2 separate regions of the Mus musculus genome follow, and region 2 is linked to region 1. Evidence: chromatin contacts called from public Hi-C data. All regions are on one chromosome and are shown on one strand. Each heading gives the region's core, a stretch centred on a gene start, on an enhancer-like site or on the middle of the called end of the contact. The rest is flanking DNA. Distances are from core to core; before and after follow the strand shown. Region 1 holds the start of Dntt (deoxynucleotidyltransferase, terminal). Region 2 overlaps Cc2d2b (coiled-coil and C2 domain containing 2B).

Region 1 (6,953 bases), core at 2,439-4,938:
ACAGCCAAACATAGTGTGTAGTACAAGTTGCTCCAAGAGGTGGCGTTGGGAAAGGCCTTGTAAGTTGCTGGGTTAGATCAGCCTGGGAAGCATGCTTGACTCCATCTCAAAGAAAAATAAATAAGGAAAGGAGAGGAAGGAAAGAAATAAGTCTGTAAAAGAAAAATGCACAAAGACAAAGCTAAAAGTCCTGCCTAAACCCCCTGAGTGGCAGGATTCTCTGTTCTGATGTAGGGCTGGTCATATGCCTCCTTGCTCCTCTCTATGAGAATTGGTCACCACGTATTATGAGCTGGTTTTGTAATTATTAGATTGTGGACATTTACACATGCCATTAACTAGTTTATGGCATGACTTACCTGTTACCCTTTATCCAACAGCTGGCTAGTAGACAGCTCGTGTTGTTTCTAAACTCTATGTACAGATCAGGCCATGATGAGCTGCCTGGTATGTGCGTCTTCCTGAGTCTCTCTTCAGATGGAGTATGCCTCTAGTGGTGTGGCTAATGCCCTGCGTGTACCTCTGCTCTCATTGTATTAAAGATTCAGTTGGGTGTTTCATACAAGAGAGAATTTACCATAGAAGACTTCTTTTTTATTTGTTTGGTTTTTTTGTTTGTTTGTTTTTTTGAGACAGGGTTTCTCTGTGTAGCCCTGGCTGTCCTGGAACTCACTTTGTAGACCAGGCTGGCCTTGAACTTGGAAATCTGCCTGCCTCTGCCTCCCGAGTGCTGGGATTAAAGGCGTGCGCCACCACACCCGGCCATAGAAGACTTCTTTAATGGGCACTGGAAATCTAGGAATCAGAAAAGGACACTGAGTCAGCTCAGACTGACTGTAGGAAACGTGTCCCACTCTTGGGTGCAGCAGTAGTTAACACTGGTCAATGTGATACTTGGATAACTTAACAATTTTATAAACTATAGATCTGATTTTAGATTGAGCTAAGTTGACCCTCTGAACAAAATAAAAGTTACTATTGACTCTTACTTAAGGTTCTCCTCTGTGTCACGCCTTCTGTACGGGGGTGAAATGGGCTATCTCAGTTCTTGATTTAGATGTGGGGAAAACAGGCTTAAGGAAGTGAAGCAACTACGCAAGGTCACAGCCTCCCAGCTGTGCAGATGGGAGCTCGTGCATCCCTGGCTGCATCCTCTGTCTGTGTGCTATTCTCTGTTCCTATTGCTGCTTCTGTGGTCTCACATTGCTGTGCAGATAGAAGCTTGTGCATCTATGGCGGCATCCTCTGTCTGTGTGCTATTCTCTGTCCCCGTTGCTGCTTCTGTGGACTCACGTTACTATGGGGATGATACCACCCCGGGGCCTAGCTAGAGGACTGCCTTGTTCATGCTGTCAGACCACTTGGAGGCTAAGACTAATTCTATCATGTAGCTGTCTGAAACCAAGCATCTAACAGGGGGCCAAAGTGTGTGTGGGGGGAGGCTTGTCCCCACTCATTGGTCTCTATCAAGCAAACATTGCACCCTAGTCTCAGAGAGCTGCACAAAAGGCCCCTCCAGATGATTAAGTTCCTTCTGCTACATGTCCGTGAACACCGTCAAGGTCTCTACCACACAGGGAGCCCACTCTGCACTTTTGACAGGTGTAGATACTTGCAGAGAGCCAAAGTCTGTTCACTACAGCTCTCTGTCATTCTTGCATGAAACAGCCTTGTGGATGCCCGATGGCAGCTGTCATAGCACCCTCCTTTGGCAGTGCTGAGGTGCTCATGCGTTCATACGCTCTTGAAGGCAGTAAAAGTCCCAAATGCTGTGGTGGAATACATGAGAAGGGTCCATATTTATTACTGGGTAAGGAGGCATGACAGAAGGAGGCTGTTTGGTATGTGTATGTGTGTAAATACATGTGTGTGTGTGTACACATATATATTTGTTTTTGCTTTTTGTTTTTTGTTTTTTTTTTTTTTTTTTTTTTTTTTGTTTTTTTTTTTGAGGCAGGGTTTCTCTGTGTAGCCCTGGCTGCCCTGGAACTGACTCTATAGACCAGGCTGACCTTGAACTCACAGAGATCTTCCTACCTCTGCCTCCTAAGTGCTGGGATTAAAGGCATTGTACTACCAGTCTGGTTAAGAGCATACATTTTTAATTTTGATTTTTTAGTTTATGTGTGCATGTGTGTGTGCACGTGCGCGCACACACACCCACACACCCACACACATACGCGCCCTGGTACTTCTATGGAGATCAAAAGACAACTTGTGTGAATCAGTTTCACGTTCCACTGTGCTAGCTGCTGTGGTGAAACACAAAGTTTCGAGGATGGGCAGCAAGCTCCTTTACTCACTGAGCCATCTCACCGGCCCCAAGAGTATATACATTTTGGAGTCAGACAAACCTGACTCCGAGTCCTGACTCAGCCATTTCTTAGTGGTGGCTACTGATTTGTTCTGTGACTTTGAGCAAGTTGCTTGCGGGGCTGAGGATCTTCTCTGCTGCATCTCGCTGCCTGTATGGTACTTTGTGGGCACTGACAACCCCCCCCCCCCGTATTATATGGGTATCTAGCTGGCAGTATGGTCTTATAAGAATTCAGTCAGCAAAGGTTTTGAGGTCTTGCCTAGGTCCTGTAGTAGGTGTTCCAGAAGTGAGACCTACTAAGTAATATTAACTAAAGATGAAATTTTCATTTTGCACAGGGCTGTGAAAATGTCCCTAACTCCATGCCCATGACTCTTCTCCAAAACTCATCTCGTCTCAGAGACCTATGTTAGTTATGTAGCGACCACTCTCTGGAAACTTAGTGCACTGAAAAAATAGAAACCAAAAACAAACTAAGTTGCATCACGGTTGAAGTCTGAAGAACTGCATTCATGATCTCATTTGCCCCATACTCTGTGATCTGCAGTGTCTGAACCTTAGCTTTCTATAAAATGTGCTCACACACGGGAGCCTGTGGTCCTGTGCCCACTGCAAAACGATAGTAACTAAAGCAGCAGAGTAGACAGAGCCAGGAAAATCACAGTTATGGGCTTGTTGGGAAAAAAGTGACCATGGGGCCAGGAGAGATAGCTCAGTGGTTAGGAGCACTAACTGCTCTTCCAGCAGGCCAGAGTTCAAGTCTCAGCAACCATGTGGCAGCTTACAACTGTCTGCAATTCCAGTTCCAGGGAATCTGACACCTTCCAACACCAATGCACATAAAATAAAAAAAAATTAAAAAAAAAAAAGCAACCAGCAGAGTGAGAAATTCAGGTGGCATTCACGTGAAATCACAACAGCTGTATGTAACACATCTGTGCCAATTACAGACATCCAGTGTACCATAACGTAGGTCCGAGAGAAAGAATAGAAGTGAGCTAGAGTAAAGCAGGAATCAATGAATAAAGTCAGCAGGAGCAGTTAGATGACTAAGTGGTGATGATAGAAGCTTGCTACCAAGACTGACAACCCACGTTTGATTCCTGGGACCTACAACGGTGGAGGGGGAAAGATGCCTCTGACTGCCACACTGATGTCATGGCATGCACACACATGCCCCCTTGCGCAGTAAGCAAATGTAATACATTTTTTAAAAAATGGCTTTTAAAATGCAACCTAAAGGGTTTGAACATGTCTAAAGATAAATAACAGTACTCAACCAGTGGCGAGGTCCCCCTTTCTTCATAAGTTTATTCTGAGGTACTGCAGAGATCAAGTGTATGAAAACCCAAGTTCACTGTTCTTTCTGTCAAGAGCTCCATTTTGGGAGAAAGGACCTGATCAGAGTGAGACATTCCTTCAGCAGGAAGTTGTCACCAGGGTGGTACCTATGGGTTTGCTGGTGAGAGGACATCAGAGCCCTCATTCTGGAGACACCACCTGATGGTACAGACAGAGCTAGACTGTCTGCTTCCATGGATCCACTGCAAGCAGTCCACCTGGGTCCTCGGAAGAAAAGACCCAGGCAGCTGGGCACCCCAGTGGCTTCCACGCCTTATGACATCCGATTTCGAGACTTGGTCCTCTTCATTTTGGAAAAGAAGATGGGAACAACTCGAAGAGCCTTCCTCATGGAGCTGGCCCGAAGGAAAGGGTTCAGGGTGGAAAATGAGCTCAGGTAGGACAGCCCTGGTCACTTTGCAAGCATGCAGGAGCCCTGAGGACGTCCCCAAGGGACCCAAGGGGCCAGTTGGCTAAGGGAGATGAGTGGGGACTAAATGAGATTATATAGAAACTAATTGGTACCAAAAAATAATATTTTTAAAAAAAAATATGGCTTCCCATGACTGACTCTGAGATTAAGTATCCAGGAGTGATAACCAGAAAACTAGTCAGAGAACCACATAGAAACCACTCGATTCCATTCTGTACCAAACTGAACCAACACCATTGGGTTCAATTTTTTACATTGCTACTTTGGAGCAGGGAGGGTGTTCTGATTGTCTGGCTCTGACTTATACACACCTGCTCTGCTAAGGGTCTATGGTGGGCTAGGCTGAGGTGAGTCACCACAGGTACCTTACTGGCCTTGGTGATGGTTTTCCAAAGGGTGGTCCAAGTGGGCTTCAGGAAGAGATGCTGGTTAAAGATGTTTGTCTAGGGGTGACAGATGGCACCCCAGTGTGCTATGATCAGAGTCTAGGCAGGGAGGTGATTGAAGCTACCATCTGCACTCGTTCAGTAAGCACCAATTATCATTGTTTTGCTGACTATTGTGTACGTTCACTCTCTTGACCCAATGAAAAGAATCAAAGCGATTCAGAAAGTCCCAGTAAAAGGCCCTGGTGTGCCTGACGGCTGCAGACAGAAGTGTTGGGGTTACAGTGGGAGTGGGGGGGCACTCAGTTCACTGCCTTCAGCCATGCAAGTTGGGAGGGGTGCTGAACATACCGTGTCAGAGATGATCTGACTTTTACACTTGGGATTTTGGAAAGTCTTTGAATTTAAAAGAAAATTGCCAAACGTTTCTTGCTGATGAAATGCTGGCTTTGGAGACATTGAGGAGACACATTTCCAAGGTCAGTACTCAGGAATTTCACACTCCACATGCCCAGCTGAGGGGATCTTTTTAGATTTTTTGCTAAAATGTCCCCAATCAAAAATTCCTGAGGTTCTGGGCTTCTCTCTTTTCTGAGTCTTTGTCACATGGTCTCCTATTTTTTGTTTTAAGTCATCACAGCCACTCTCAACTTCATTCCTTGATGTTCTTTTCACACAATCCAATATTTCAACTCGTTTTTGAGTATAACTAATCTGTTAGCCTTATGTACAGTGTTAGCTTTAAAAGAGAAAGAGATTAGATAGGTAAAGGGGGAGGGATAAAACAGAAAAAACATCTTCAAAGAGAAAGTTAAAAACAGAAATCAAAAGTTTTAGCAGCTACCAAGATGCTTTTCATGGTAAAGGAACTGAACAGGGACCAGTCAGGAAAGGGAGAGCCATCAGGCAGGGTGCCACTCACTCAGAAAGCTCTCTGATAAAAGGTCCATACATCTGTTGGAGGCCCATGGACTGAGTCACCAATGGAGCAAATGAGCCGAGGCAAGTGTCAGGGGTGATGATGATCACGAAGCAAGTATCTTTGCTGGAGAGGTGAATCAGAGTGGTGCCCCAGATGCCAGCAGCCAGAGCTATGCCTGCTGCTGGGGAGACAGGAAATGGGTGAGCAAGCCGCTGCTGTGCTCAGGATGGAGCAAAGTTCTCAGGCGGAGAGCACAGACACTTTCAACGTGTGTGTGTGTGTGTGTGTGCGCGCGCGTGCTGTAGGAGGAAGATGAATCACAGGAAGCAGAAGCCCCGACGATAACAGAATTTCTGTGCCCAGATAAAGAGTCATTAATTACTGTAGGGAGAACCTTTAGGCTTCATCTCCTGGTGCTGGCCCTTTCCAGACCAGCAGTTCTATACAGCCCCCCCCCCCCCGCCGCACCCCTGCCACCCCCCCTTCTCCCTAACCGTGGCACTCAAACCAATGTTCCGTCTGATGTGATGTTGAGGTGAGAAGAAGAATGTCAGAATCCTTTGTTAAACTTCACTGTAGTATGAGTGTGAGTCTGGTTAAATAGTTAGATCCATTGGCCTGTACAGCCAGACCAAAAGAAGGTTGTTTCTCCCCTGTATATACCAGATCAGTCTACAGAAACAAGCAGAACAAAGACAGGAAGGCAGTCTATGAAAATGCTATAAGCAGTTATCTGGTGTGGGAAGGTATATGATCAGATTTTCTGTGTCTTCCAATTTTTTTTTTACAACAGATATACGTTTGTTCGTGTTTGTTTGTTTGTTTGTGAAACAGAGTCTCTCTAGATATCCTCGCTGTCCTGGAACTCACAATGTAGACCAGGCTGGCCTCAAACTCACAGAGTTCCTCCTGCCTGTCTCCCGAGTGCCTCCATACCTGGTCTTTGACATGGACATAAGTCTGTGTCCCTCTTGGAGGCCTGCTGCACACAGAGGCATCGGATCTCCTGGAATCTGAGCGGCAGATGGTTGAGAGCTGCTCTATGGGTGCTGGAAATCAAACCTACAAGATGGCTCAGTGAGTGCGCGGGCTTCCTGCCCAGCTGACAATCTGAGTTCAATCTCGGGGAAGCACATGGTGAAAGGAAAGAAGCAGACCCCATGAATCATCCTCTGACTTCTCCACACATACCAGAAGTAAATGGTTAAGAAAGAAAAAAAGGTCTTTTAGTTTGGGGCTTGAAGGGATGGCTCAATGGTTAAGAACACTGCTTGCTCCCCCAGAGGACCCAGGTTTGATTTCCAGCACCCTCAGGGCAGCTCACGACCATCTACAGCTCGAGTTCCAGGAGATCCGATGCCTCCAAGAGGGACACAGACTTACATCCAGGCAAAACAATTAGACGCATTAAAATTAATTTTTAATTTTAAAAAGTTAAAAATAAAAATGAAGATAATAAAAAAAAGCTATTTTAAAAAAGGAAAGAAGGAAGGAGAGAGGGAGGGAGGGAGAGAGAGAGAGGAAAATTCTAAGGGCAGGCAAAATGGCTGAGCA
Region 2 (6,953 bases), core at 1,980-4,479, 220 kb before region 1:
CTGGTGGGGAGGGGACATCCTTCGGTGCCCTTGTGTTTGAGGAAGCAGGTCACGTCTCCCTCTGTTTCTGGCTGCAGCAGCTTAAAGAAGTTTCTAAGAAGAGGAGTTCAGAAAGATGTTGAACCAAAAGCAAGGCAAATATTCGTTGTTTCTCACCTTTTAAAAAAATGCTGACATTTACAGTTAGAAAGTATACATTTAATGTTGATGCAGTGGTATAGTGTTTTTAAATTGTAATAATTTGTTACAATAAAACATAATGTGGGACAAGTCTTCTCTGTGTCAGGCTGTTTGGGCCCAATCCCCAGAGACTCACCTTTGTGCCTCTGAGCAAGTTATTTTATCCCTCTAAGCTTGTTCTTTCTGGCCCCTGGAGACCTGTAGTGTGTTCTGCTTATGAAGTGCTATGCGGGATGATGGACATGCTCAGTGAACGTCAGTTAATACCGTTCCAGGACCTCATTGCCCGATTCGTATCTCTGATTCCTTTTGCGGCCGAGACGTTGGATGAAAATGATGGTTCTGACATATGGATGACATCAGAGGTAACAAACGACATTTTATAGTTAAAATGTATGCTATTTCTCACTTGTCTTTCCCCTTAAGGTAGCACTTCTTATGTAGTGTTCTGCTTTGTGAAATATGAGAATGTAACAGGGCCCCCAGACCTTAGCAAGCCCTGAGACCTTAGCACAAATGACTCCATGATGGAAGTACCATTCAGGCTGTAAAATTCAGCACACAGCACCACCTGCCAAAACGAAAACAAAGACCTAATCCATCAAAACCCGTAGTTTTGGGAAAGTCTCTAAATGTACTAACCTTGCTTTCCTTGGTTTTTGTAGTTCTGATTCTGGCTAACTATTCTTAACTGAAGTCTGTCAACCCAGAGAATGGTTCCTGTGCTTAAAAGCTCATCCTAAGAAAGGCTCAGGGCTACACTGGGATGTCAGGCATCCAGGGAAGCCAGCCAGCTTATAAAGGCTTTCTATTAGTTTAAAACCCAGTCTAGCAGTCTTCTCTGGTAGATACCTCACAACAGAAAGTATCTGATAATTTGTGTCTACTTGCCTACTCCATAGTCATTTATGAAAATAAGTCATTAGGGTGATTTTCCATTCAAAAGTCCAAGTAATTCCTCATGAATATTCCTATTCTGTGGGAACGTCAGCAGCGAGGTATTCTACTCTCTCTGAACCCTGTCATCTAGCATCAGATGCAGCCAGGGCACACTGGTGTGGCTGTATCTCTTGCTATGCTCTCTTCCATGCTGCTGAATAAATAGTTGCAACCGGGAGCTCACTGGCCTCCCATCCCACCCCACGTCCCTGGCTCTCTCTCTCTCTAGGGCCGTCATGAACCGGAGAGCATGTGTCTCATTGGTGTGTTATCACTGCTACTCAACAGCAGATTGCTGCTGTATCCCAGTGGGCACAGTAAAGAAACTGCTGACATGACCCATGATATGGTTAGGGGCTTTGTTGTAGATAGAAAAGGGAGGACAGACCGAGCCACCTGAAGGAGCCCAGGGTGTAGACAAAAAGAAGTAGATGGAAATGGCTGGCAGACTGGGCACCACCAGGGCTCTCTTCGAGAGAAGGAAAATAGCAATGAGAGAGAGAGAGAGAGAGAGAGAGAGAGAGAGAGAGAGAAGAGAGAAGGGGAGGGGAGGGGAGGGGAGGGGAAAGGAGGGGAGAGAGAGAGAGAGCAGTGAAATAGAGAGAGTTAGTGGTAATAGGAGACACAGAGAGAAAGTGGACAGCAAAAGCTAAAGAGAGAACGTGTGTAACAAAGAGAAGAGTGGGAATAGCTGGGATATAGGAAGGATGGATGGCTGTGGGGAGGGAAGCCCATGAGCTGGAGGGAGGGTAGAGGAGGGGCGAGGAGGCCTAGGATGGACTTTGAAATGTGAAGAGGCACTTGTGATACTGAGGGAACACAGAGGCCAACATGGACTTTGATATCGTGGTAGGCACCATAGGCAGCCATGTGTCCCTTCTGCTAGAGGTAAGGGAAATGACTCCTGGTAGAAGGGAACCAGTTTCATAAGTTCCAGAGAAATTCTGGCTTTTATCTAAGTGTCAGAAATCTTCGGTCCAGTGTAAGCTCCCTTCTGGGTGTGTGGATAGTCTGAGAGACTTAACAGCTGGCAATTGAACATTTAGGCCCAAAGTTATTAATAGAAAGTCAGAATCTTTTTTTCAACAGAAGTCAGAAATCTAAAGGTTTACACAAAAGTTTTCTTTTAAAAAAATTCTAGGGCCAAGGCTGGGAGTAGTGGCCCATGCCTTTAATCCCAGCACCCAAAAGACAGAGGCAGGCAAATATCTCTGAGTTTGAAGCCAGCTTGGTCTACATAGTGAATTCTAGAACAGACAGGGACTCAAAACAACAACAATAACAACAAGACAAAAACACACACACACAAAAATGTCTAAGGACCAAACAAACATACTTCCATTGTCGTGGGCCTAGGCCACCAGGCTGCCTTTCCTGCTGTACCTATTCCTGTTTATCATACACGCTCGCTCAGTATCCTGGGTTGGATCTCTTATCTGTAGCCCATCTGTCTAGCTCTTTAGGGTAAGAAGTTTCTATTATGCTTCTTGATTGAGCATCATTTGACTTATATCTCTTCCTTTCTTTGAATCAAACACTGTATTGGTACAGGACAGACTGTAGCTCCAAGGCCCCAATTATCACTCTCCCAGATCCTTGTGTGATTATTTATCCAGAATGCACCCTTGGAAGCTCAGGGCAGTATATCTGCCTTGCAAGAAATGCCTTGTCTGGGATATAAATTGTCCTGCCACTCTGTACAGTATCCGTATCACCTATCCCATTATCTGAGTGGCCCGGTGTCCCAAGTTAATATTCTCTTCTTCTTACTCCTTATCAAAGTCAGAGCTTTCTGCTTTGCTTTTGTAGTAACAGCCTGATAAAGTGGAAGCTGGACTTCACGGCTCTAAATGCCTTGTTTACTGGACTCAACTTTCTCTTTCCTCTCTCCTCCTCTTCCTCTCTTCCTCCTCCTTTTAAAATACATTGTATTATTTTTTGTTCCTTTTTTTTTTTTTCCTTTTGCCCAGTGCTGCATTAGTTTGGCCATTGGAAATAAAGAAGAGCATGCCATACTTCTCTGTAATTTCTTTCTGTACTTCGGGAAGAAGGCATTGGTGACCCTGGGAACCTCAGTACTAGAAGTAAGTGCCGGGAAAGTGTGAAAGAAACTCAACCACACTTAAGCCGCCAGTCTGGGAGACTTCCCGCTCACCCGCTCACCCGCTCACCCGAGAGCTTCAAGGGCAAGCATTTGTGACCTGAGGGTAATGCTGGCACACCAACATTTCTACAGTGCAAAGAACAGTTTCTACTTTTCTTCTTGTAAAATGGGGCTCTTGGCGTGGCCTCCGGGAATATAAAACCACCTCACACCCCAGCAGCTGTCTGTGGCAAATGTGCAGTGAATGAGATAAGGGGTCATGCGGCATCCCGGGCGTGCCTGGCTCTGTGGCTGTTCTCATCCACCACCACCGTCCGGTTTCAGAAACTACACTGTAAGGCTTGAGCTAACTCTCTAACGATGTCTTCTCTGCTTCTCCAGGATTTAACACTTTACATTACACTTCTGAATATATTCCGGCCTGACGTGGATATCTGGCCACGTTTCGGCATTTCCAGTCTTACCTTTTGCTTATTTGTTTTTTTGTTTGTTTATTACTATGATATGATTTATTTCCCAAGATCCCTTGCCATAGCTTATTATTTGTCAAATTTGTTAATGTCCCCTTTGATCCACTACCCTGGTTGTAAGTGCTAGTAGGTGGCACTAATAAGATCTCAATAAATAACTCTTACTTGATCCACAGAGAAAATCCACAGCAGGCAGGTTCCACCTCAGTTGGTGGATGAGGTGAAACGGGAGACACAGAAATGAAGAGCAAGCACTCTGAGCCAGAGATGTAGAGACATCGGGACAAGGACAACAATGGGCCAAACAGTGTCCAGACTGGCTTGGGTTTAAAGCCAGCAGCTGGGCAGGAGAAGTAGAGACGTAGGGACAGGACGGCAATGGGCTGAGCAGTGTCCAGACTGGCTTGAGTTTAAAGTCAGCAGCTTCACTCAGGTGTGGGCTAGGCTTTGTTCACCTCTCCATCCTGCTAACCTCTGCTGAAAGTGTCACTCTGCTTTTCACTGTCACTTTAGCCCCTTAAACTCCAAGTCCTCATTAAAGAGGGTGCGTGATAAACATGCCTACCTTCAAAACTGAGAGTGAATTAAAAGGGGAAAATCAGTATGAATCTTAGCATAACCAATAAATATTAAATATTACTATCATTACTTGAATTATTTATTTTTCCACTAAGAAAGTCTCAACACTATGAGAAGATACATGTAGAGCAAAATAATAACCATTTTAAAAAAAAAAAACTTTTTAAGGGGCTGAAAAGATGGCTCAGCGGTTAAGAGCACTGACTGCTCTGCCAGAGGTCCTGAGTTCAATTCCCAGCAACCACATGGTGGCTCACAACCATCTGTAATGGGATCTGATACCCTCGTCTGGTGTGTCTGAAGACAGCGACAGTATATCCACATACATAAAATAAATAAATACTTAAAAACAACTTTTTAAAATTGTATTTATTATTTCACAAGTCACATGCCACAGCACACACATAGTGGTCATAGGAAAACTGGAGAGCTTTCTCCTTCTGCCTACACAGGTTCCTGTGGCCAGGCCAGCAGGCTTCTACCAGCTGAGCCTTCTCATTGGCCCCATAACTAATACTTACTGTCTTTTTCTAAATAAATATTATTGTTATTAGTATGTATGTGTGTGTATGGGTGGCAAGGAGATGTGCCAGGGCACACACGTGGAGGTCAGAGGGCATGCTGTGGAGGTCAGAGGGCATGCTGTGGTGTTTCCCTTGGGCTTTCTCATGGGTCCCCAGGATGGAGCTCATGTTACTGACTAGCCCTCCATGGTAAGTGTCTTTGCCCACTAAGATGCTCCCCTGCCCCAGGCTTCTTGTCCATTAGACTGCTTTCCTGTATACTTTACCTCCTAATTCCAAATCTTTCTCTCAGTTTTAATTTAGTGGATTTTAAACTCCTTCCATGATTCCCTCGGAGCCTTAGGGAATAATCTTACTTAACTGTTTATCTTATTCGGCCTGGTATTCAGTCTGCAGGTATATGCTAACCAAAGTTGAGTTCCTACAGCACTTTTGTGTGAATTAGACAAAAGTGGCCCAGTCACAATGCTTTAGGAGTATCTGTTAGAAAGCCGTCATAGCATACTGATTTTGTTAGAGTAACATGTCTTATTGCCACCAGTACACCCTACAGAACCTCTAACAGTGACACTGGCTCATAGATTCTCTTATTTAAATCATCATACTACCTGGGTCTGAGGATTTCTGAAACTTTCTTGACTTTGATTTTTGTTGTTGTAGTGGTTTGGTTTTTGTTTTGTTTTGGGTTTTGCTGTTGTTTTTCCTCCTTAAAAAAATAAAAACAAAACAAAACAAAACTTTTTTTAAACCCAAAGAAAGCTTTACAACTCAGAATAACTATAATTTTTTTTACATATAGAAGGTAGTCAACAAATACATTGTATGACGAATCTTTTTCCTTATGCAGGGCCATGTGGCTTATGTGTTAACTCAAGAAACTGACGAGTGTTTGCTTTGGAATCCATCGACGGGGCAATGTCATAAGCAGTTTGACCCATTTTGTCCCTTGCAAAGTGTAGATTGTTTGTTCAATGATAAAAATGTAAGTATATGAATAAAAAAAAACCCTCAAGTTATTTCTTCACATCATCCTGAGCACACATTAGAGTCTCCCGGGAACTTGGAAGTCATGGCACCCACTAGTCTGTGGGGTCAGGGATTAACCCATCGCTTACCCTGACCGCCAGTCTACAGAGCTCCCAGAGCCCTGGAATCTGCTCCTCCCCCACAGCCCCCTTGGCTTCAGACACTTAAGCTGTCTACAAGCCTGAAGAATTCTGCAGCATCCTTCCCTACTGTAGTCTTGTGTTCCTGTGGGCTTACGGTGTCTCCTTGTTAATGGTTTCACAGGTCTGGTTTAATATTCAACAAAATAATACACCAATGGCTGTACAGTTTGACTACTCAAAAGAGAGCTTCTGGAAACAGCTGCTTCCAAAAAACGTCCAGGGGACCAAAGCCCAGAGCGTACAGGTAAGACCAAAGCCCAGAGCGTACAGGTAAGACCAAAGCCCAGAGCTTACAGGTAAGACCAAAGCCCAGAGCGTACAGGTAAGACCAAAGCCCAGAGCGTACAGGTAAGACCAAAGCCCAGAGCGTACAGGTAAGACCAAAGCCCAGAGCGTACAGATAAGACCAAAGCCCAGAGCTTACAGGTAAGACCAAAGCCCAGAGCTTACAGGTAAGACCAAAGCCCAGAGCGTACAGGTAAGACCAAAGCCCAGAGCGTACAGGTAAATAGTCCTTCGGGTGTATCTGCATGAGGGTGAGTATTGCTTCTAATCTTTGTTAGTTGTGACAGCCCAATTATGGAATCACTCAGCAATGCTCACTCAAAATGAATCTTCTCTGCCATCCAGCTTATGCTTGGCCTACTTTGATGCCTTTCCTGAATCTTCAGGAAAAAAAAAAACATGATTTGAGAAAAAGAATGTCATCTCAAATGATATTTAGGTCTTATAACCTTTCCCGTCAGAAATAAAACACATAACATTCAAGACGGCATGTAAGTTTTCATGTCATGTGATGATCAAGTATAAAAACCGATAAATGAAATTGCTTCTCTGGACTCCAAACCACAATGCTTATCTTGTAGAATGAAAATAGGACAGAAATAGTATCCATTGGTAGGGGTAAAGCATTATTTTGAAATAAGATGGGAGGAAAATGGCCTGGTGTCCAGGAATGAGGAGACCAGCTTAGCCCAGGTATCTACAT

Evidence for each region. A called contact is a pair of places that touch in the nucleus more often than the background predicts.
Region 2: a Hi-C map of LSK cells shows a contact between it and region 1, with 2.3 times the contacts expected there. The contact joins the enhancer-like site here to the promoter of Dntt in region 1. A contact is called at or near these places in 2 of 39 promoter capture datasets (pre-B cells and stem cell-derived epiblast-like cells), 5 of 484 Hi-C or Micro-C datasets (CD4 T cells, LSK cells, hematopoietic stem and progenitor cells and 2 more), 1 of 115 datasets of contacts at active chromatin or transcription factors (large pre-B cells) and 1 of 9 other capture datasets (liver).

Annotation. Positions count from the first base shown.
Region 1 is chr19:41,025,587-41,032,539 of GRCm38.p6, forward strand. It overlaps Dntt (deoxynucleotidyltransferase, terminal), which reads left to right and starts at 3,689. Exons shown (of 11, transcript NM_001043228.1): 1 at 3,689-4,055. The coding sequence starts at 3,853.
Region 2 is chr19:40,810,127-40,817,079 of GRCm38.p6, forward strand. Cc2d2b (coiled-coil and C2 domain containing 2B) reads left to right here. Exons shown (of 35, transcript NM_001376940.1): 29 at 456-545; 30 at 3,090-3,203; 31 at 5,644-5,778; 32 at 6,087-6,209. Gm33482 (a long non-coding RNA gene) reads right to left here. Exons shown (of 2, transcript XR_386708.2): 2 at 6,639-6,953. Among named protein-coding and RNA genes, the nearest start is that of Gm33482, 4.7 kb to the right of the region's middle. Within about 2 kb of position 3,230, at least 45 of the 459 cell types and tissues checked have an H3K27ac peak or open chromatin away from gene starts, as enhancers often do. A contact at or near this core is called in LSK cells and hematopoietic stem and progenitor cells, where this site is marked.